Linked DNA regions of Sus scrofa: region 2 is linked to region 1. A link is a contact called in public HiChIP or PLAC-seq data. All regions are on one chromosome and are shown on one strand. Each heading gives the region's core, a stretch centred on a gene start, on an enhancer-like site or on the middle of the called end of the contact. The rest is flanking DNA. Distances are from core to core; before and after follow the strand shown. Region 1 holds the start of GRIFIN (galectin-related inter-fiber protein). Region 2 overlaps LFNG (beta-1,3-N-acetylglucosaminyltransferase lunatic fringe).

Region 1 (2,549 bases), core at 35-2,534:
GACTCGCGGGGTGTGGATGGCGGACCCCGCCCACAGCCCCCACCCCCACCCGGCGGATGGGGTCCTGGGTAAAGATGTTGCCGTGGGGGGCACTGGGGGGGACAGGAACGTTACCCCCAGCTCAGGCCTCTCCTGGCCAGCTCCACCTGGGCCAGCCGGTGGTCACTCAGCACCTGCACCCGGGTGATGGCGGCCAGCGGCCTGTGGCGGTGGGCGAACTGCAGCACCTTGTGCTCCTGGGCGTGGACGTGGAAGTGCTCCGCGTCCGAGCTGACCTCCATCTGGGGGCAGGGGGACAGTGACCACAGCCCCCCGGGCCTCTCTCCTGCCCCTGCATTGAGCTCAGGCGGCTCTGAGTCCAGGAAGCACAGCCGGAGGCCCAGGGTCCCCTCCGCACGTGGAACCCCGTCATGCAGTCCCCCCCACCCAGGGCAGTTCTGAGGCCCCTGCTGGGAGCCCTTCCTCTCTCCTCAGCGGGGTGGCTGGGGGCCCGCAGTGAGACTCCTGCCCTAGCCGGCTGACCTGTAAGCACCTACAGTTAGTGCCCCCCGCCAGGGGCCCCGGCTGCTACGCAGCATCCCTCCCACCAAGCAGCGGGCACCTGATGCGACCACAGGCGCCCCTCCCCCATGGGCCTCCCCCACCCCCGTCACCTCGAAGGGCTCCCCGAGCACCAGCGGGAAGACGGTGGACACCTCCTCCTGGCCCCAGCGACCGCCCTGGAAGGTGTTGGCCACGATGCTGGCGCTGGAGAAGCGGGGCTTGATGTGGAAGACAATGTCCCCCGCCTCCGACAAGAAGTTGATCTCGAACCTGGGGGCATCATGGGGTCCGTGAGAGCTGCAGATGCCTGAGCCGTCACCCGCCCAAGGCCGGGGGGGACCCCGGGAGGGCGATGTCCCTTACTTGTCCTCTCCAGAGTCAGAGTGTCCCTGGACCAGCAGGTTCCAGCCGGGGGCCAGGCCCCCTGCATAGAAGGCTTCAAACTGCAGACAAAAGAGGGGACAGAGACCCCTGGCGTGTGGCCACCCACTTGTCCGGAGGCTCCCCTCCCACCACCCAGTGTGCTCTTTGCTGGGACCCTGGCCCCCTGAGCAACGTTCCCTTCGCGACGAGGCGGCAGGGGTCTAAACGCAATGCCTTCGCAGCCTGATGAGCGGGGGGTCCTGGTGAGCAGGCAGCTCTGGGCGGGAGGAGCGCAGCTGACTTGGGGACCCCACCAGGCCCTGCTCCCGTCGCCCGAGTCCAGGTCTCACCCACCTGCAGTGCCATCTCCCCAGCTTCTGCTGGGCGCAGCGCGAGCCTGGGGATATATGCGGGCTGGGCGGGGCGGGGGTGCGGGAGCCCCACCCCGGGATGGCCTGGTGAGCTCATTGCCCTTCCCTGCCCCCACTCCCCACCCCCCATCCTCGGCTTCCCCCTCCCCCACCAGCAGGTCCTCCATTCAAGCCCCGGACGGGGCGGCCCCCTCCTCACCCTCCTTTCCTCAGGGGCCTGTCTGGCTCTCCAACTCCACTTCTTAGGATCCTCCACCCACCCCGAAAGCAGCTTCTACCCATTCTTGTGGGAAGGGCGGGGCTGAGGCAGCACCCCCCCAGCCTTGACCTCCAGGATCTCAGGGGCCCAAACCCTCCCATCTGGTCTAGCGAGGGGGCCGGGGGAGGCTCTCAACCCTGCCCTGGGCTTCGGGGGCCATTTGGCCACCTGGCACCCCAAATCCGCGTCCCCCAGCCCAGCCTCCCCTGGCTGCCCTGTTCCAGCAACTCGCTGGCCCCACGGGGCAGAGTCGGGATTAGGCTGGGCCGCTGCGGTCAGCGCATTCCAGGGCTTGGGTGGACGGACGGGCTGGGGGAGGGCCTTTCCCACACCCCCTCGCCCCTTCTGGCCTGGCTCCTGGGCCCCTCGCAGCCGAGCTGGGGAGGGGCCAGGCCGGGGGCCCTCGGGAAGCCTGCTGGGGAGACAGGCAGAGTGTCCCCAGGCTTTGGGGGCGGCTGTGGGGGGAGCTGCACTGTCCGGGACCCAGAGAGGAGCCAGGCTGGGCGCAGAGCACCAGGCTGCTGTGTGTGGTGAGCATGCCGTGAGTGTGCCGTGAGCAGGTGGCTGAGTGTGTGAGCAGGTGTGCAGGTGAACGTGTGTGTGGGTGTGCTGAGCCAGGGACCCAGTGGTGGGAAAACTCGAGTGTGCGTGGACAGTGAGCCTGGGTGTGCGGGGTGTCCTGTGCCAGGGTAAGCGTGTGTGGCTCTGGGTGCTGCTGCTCTTTCCCTGCCCAGTGAGTCTCGGGATAGGCATGTACCTGGCTCGCCAGCCCCTTAGGGGTGATCAGCCCGGAGTGCCAGGCCCTCAGAACCCCAGCACTCCCCTTGGGCCATTATTCCCTCCGACCCCTGGTGGTCCCGCCTGGCCTCTCTCCGCTGTGCTGGTGATGGGCGTGTGCCTGTCATTTTTGATGAAGGGGGTGATGCTAAGGCCAAGGCTGGGAAGGGACACGGAGGTGGCCGCCACCTCCAACGGGCAGTGCGGGCCGTTCCATCCAGCCCTGCCTGCAGGGG
Region 2 (2,549 bases), core at 36-2,535, 38 kb after region 1:
TCTCCCGGGCCCCTGGCTTTGCACTCAGCCACGCCTGGGTGCACGGGGTGGCACGCGCTGGGCGGGCCGGGCAGAGGAAGGAACATTCCTCCCCGTGTGCCGACGGGCCCAGGCGGGCGCCGGCAGCTCCGGGCCCCTCCTCGTTGCCCCCCCACCGCCCGCCCGCTTCCGCGGAGCGATCCTGGCAGAGGTAGCCCTGTGCTGGCACAGGTGGAGCCTTGATGTGGCCTTGAGGGAGGCCGGTCTGCGCGCCCGAGTTTCCTTGCCTGAGCAGCGGGCGGGGCGTTGGGGGCGCCGATCCCTGCACTGGAGCAGGTGCGGTTTCCTGCCTCGACCTTGCTGACCGTTGGAGTCTCGTTAGAACCCTGGAGGATGCTTTGGCTCAGTGAAAGTGACCGGCTCTGCTGGCTGGTCACACGGCCAGGGTGCGGGGGGCCTCAGCTTGAGGGCCCAGCCCGGGGGACTCTGCAGGCTGTGGCTGCACCTCTGCCCGCCGGACCTTGCGCCCAGCCCGGCCCAGTTAACCAGGCCAGCTGTATGGTAATGTGCTGCGCGGCCACTCCCGCTTAACGCGGCCGAGTTCCCCTGCCTCGCGCGGCCCAGGACAAAGCTGGCGGACAATGCCTGGTGATTCACCCTCCCTCCGGGCCCTTTGTCCGCCAGGGCTTGGCAGCCGCCCAGCAAAAGCCTTTGTCCCCGACTGATTGAGACTTGGCTTCCCAAAGCCAACCTCCTCCGCCTGTCCCCCCACCGCCCTCTGCCCCTCCCAGAGGCCGGCCACTGTGTCAATAAGGGTGTGTGCCCCGCCAGGTGCGTGGGGCGGGCGGGGAGCCGGTTACCTGGCGGGTGGGCGGGGCGCCCCACCTGGCTCGTGCCGGCACAGCTGCCAGGTGACCTTGGGCCCAGCTGCCCAGGTGGAGAGGGGGTTCTTCCTGAGCCCCTGGCCCATGTCTCCTCAGGCTGGGCACTCGAGCCCCATGCTGCCCGTGGGGAAATTGAGGCTCAGAGAAGGGTGGGGCATGGGCGCCACGGAGGGTCCTGTGAAGCCGCAGGGTGCCCAGCCCTGGACCCCACGGTGACTGCCTGTTCAAGGCCGTATTTCTCCCTGCAGACGTTCATTTTCACCGACGGGGAAGACGAAGCCCTGGCCAAGCGCACGGGTGAGCCCTGCGTGTGGGGAGGGAGGGGGGCTCCACCTCCTGGAAACCCTCCCCTCTGGAGAGGTCACCGAGGCCACGGGCCTGGGAGGGCAGTTTACTCAACGGGTTTGCTCATGGCCCCGCCCCCCCACTCGCCCCCCACCCAATTTTCATGCAAATGAGGCCCTTTCAGCTCGGGCCCTTTGAGCTGCTGTGGCGGCAACAGGTGGCTGGTGCTGGGAAAAGCTGCCTGAATGGGCGGGGGCGGGGCGGGGCGGGGCGCGGCGCCTGGGAGGGGCTAGGCTGGGGGGGCGGGGGGCTCGCCAGGCCCGGGTCCCGCTCCTGCGAGGGGCTGAGTCGGGAGGCCCGCTGTTGCTCGCCCAGCTTGACCGACTGCCACCCCCTTATCTTGCTCTGCTCTCCGGGGACCTGCTGTGTGAGCCCAGGCCCCGGCGGCTCTCTCGCCATCGGCTGGGACCCACTCACAGCCCCTCCCCTTGTCCGCAGGCAACGTGGTCAATACTAACTGCTCGGCCGCCCACAGCCGCCAGGCGCTGTCCTGCAAGATGGCCGTGGAGTACGACCGCTTCATCGAATCCGGGAGAAAGTGAGTGCCGGCCTTTGGCTGGGGCCCAGCGGTGTCCCCGTCCCCTCGCAGGGCTCCTGCCCCGGCTGCGCCCCCCCCAGCCCGCTCCACCCCCGCACGGCGCCCTGACGGCCTGCCTCTTGCCAGGTGGTTCTGCCACGTGGATGATGATAACTACGTGAACGTGCGGGCCTTGCTGAGGCTGCTGGCCAGTTACCCGCACACACAGGACATCTACCTGGGCAAGCCCAGCCTGGACAGGCCCATCCAGGCCACGGAGAGGGTCAGCGAGACCAAGGTGGTGAGTGTTCCAGCCACACAGGCCTGTGGCGCGGGGGTTGGAGGGGCGGCGGCCCCCCCGCAGCCTGGCAGTGGGGTCTGGGAGTCTCACCACGCTCCCCCTCCCACAGCGGCCGGTCCACTTCTGGTTTGCCACCGGCGGGGCAGGCTTCTGCATCAGCCGAGGGCTGGCCCTGAAGATGAGCCCATGGGCCAGGTGAGTGCACTGGGGCACAGGTGGGCCCGCCCCACGTGGCAAGGTCACCACACCGAGGGGCCTGGCTTGGTTCATCTTCCCAGCAGCAGTGGTGCACGGGCAGGTTGGGCTGACCCACCACCGCCCACCGGTCACTAGGGTGGTCAGCACCCAGGTCGGGGAGGACCCCTTCCTGCACCTGGTAACCCCCTCCTTGCAGAGAATCATCAGGCTGGAGTGGAGGAGGGGGCCGTCCTGTGGCTCAGGTGGGGGGGAGCAGCCAGGCGCCAGAGCGTGTGAGGGACACAGACGGGGCTGCGAGCTCCGCTGGGCATGTCCGCCTCCTCCC

What was found. HiChIP or PLAC-seq counts read pairs in DNA pulled down with a chosen protein or histone mark.
Region 2: an H3K27ac HiChIP or PLAC-seq map of skeletal muscle shows a contact between it and region 1, with 2.6 times the contacts expected there. The contact joins the enhancer-like site here to the promoter of GRIFIN in region 1. A contact is called at or near these places in 15 of 47 Hi-C or Micro-C datasets (alveolar macrophages, blood, brain and 8 more) and 2 of 2 datasets of contacts at active chromatin or transcription factors (alveolar macrophages and skeletal muscle).

Annotation. Positions count from the first base shown.
Region 1 is chr3:1,776,236-1,778,784 of Sscrofa11.1, forward strand. GRIFIN (galectin-related inter-fiber protein) reads right to left here and starts at 1,285. Exons shown (of 5, transcript NM_001145219.1): 1 at 1,261-1,285; 2 at 907-986; 3 at 654-813; 4 at 115-281. The coding sequence starts at 1,272. The region is part of intron 2 of LFNG (beta-1,3-N-acetylglucosaminyltransferase lunatic fringe); the gene reads left to right.
Region 2 is chr3:1,814,711-1,817,259 of Sscrofa11.1, forward strand. LFNG (beta-1,3-N-acetylglucosaminyltransferase lunatic fringe) reads left to right here. Exons shown (of 11, transcript XM_021085997.1): 5 at 1,112-1,160; 6 at 1,647-1,746; 7 at 1,873-2,026; 8 at 2,136-2,221. Among named protein-coding and RNA genes, the nearest start is that of TTYH3, 38 kb to the right of the region's middle. Within about 2 kb of position 1,286, at least 38 of the 83 cell types and tissues checked have an H3K27ac peak or open chromatin away from gene starts, as enhancers often do. A contact at or near this core is called in alveolar macrophages, retroperitoneal adipose tissue, skeletal muscle and 1 more, where this site is marked.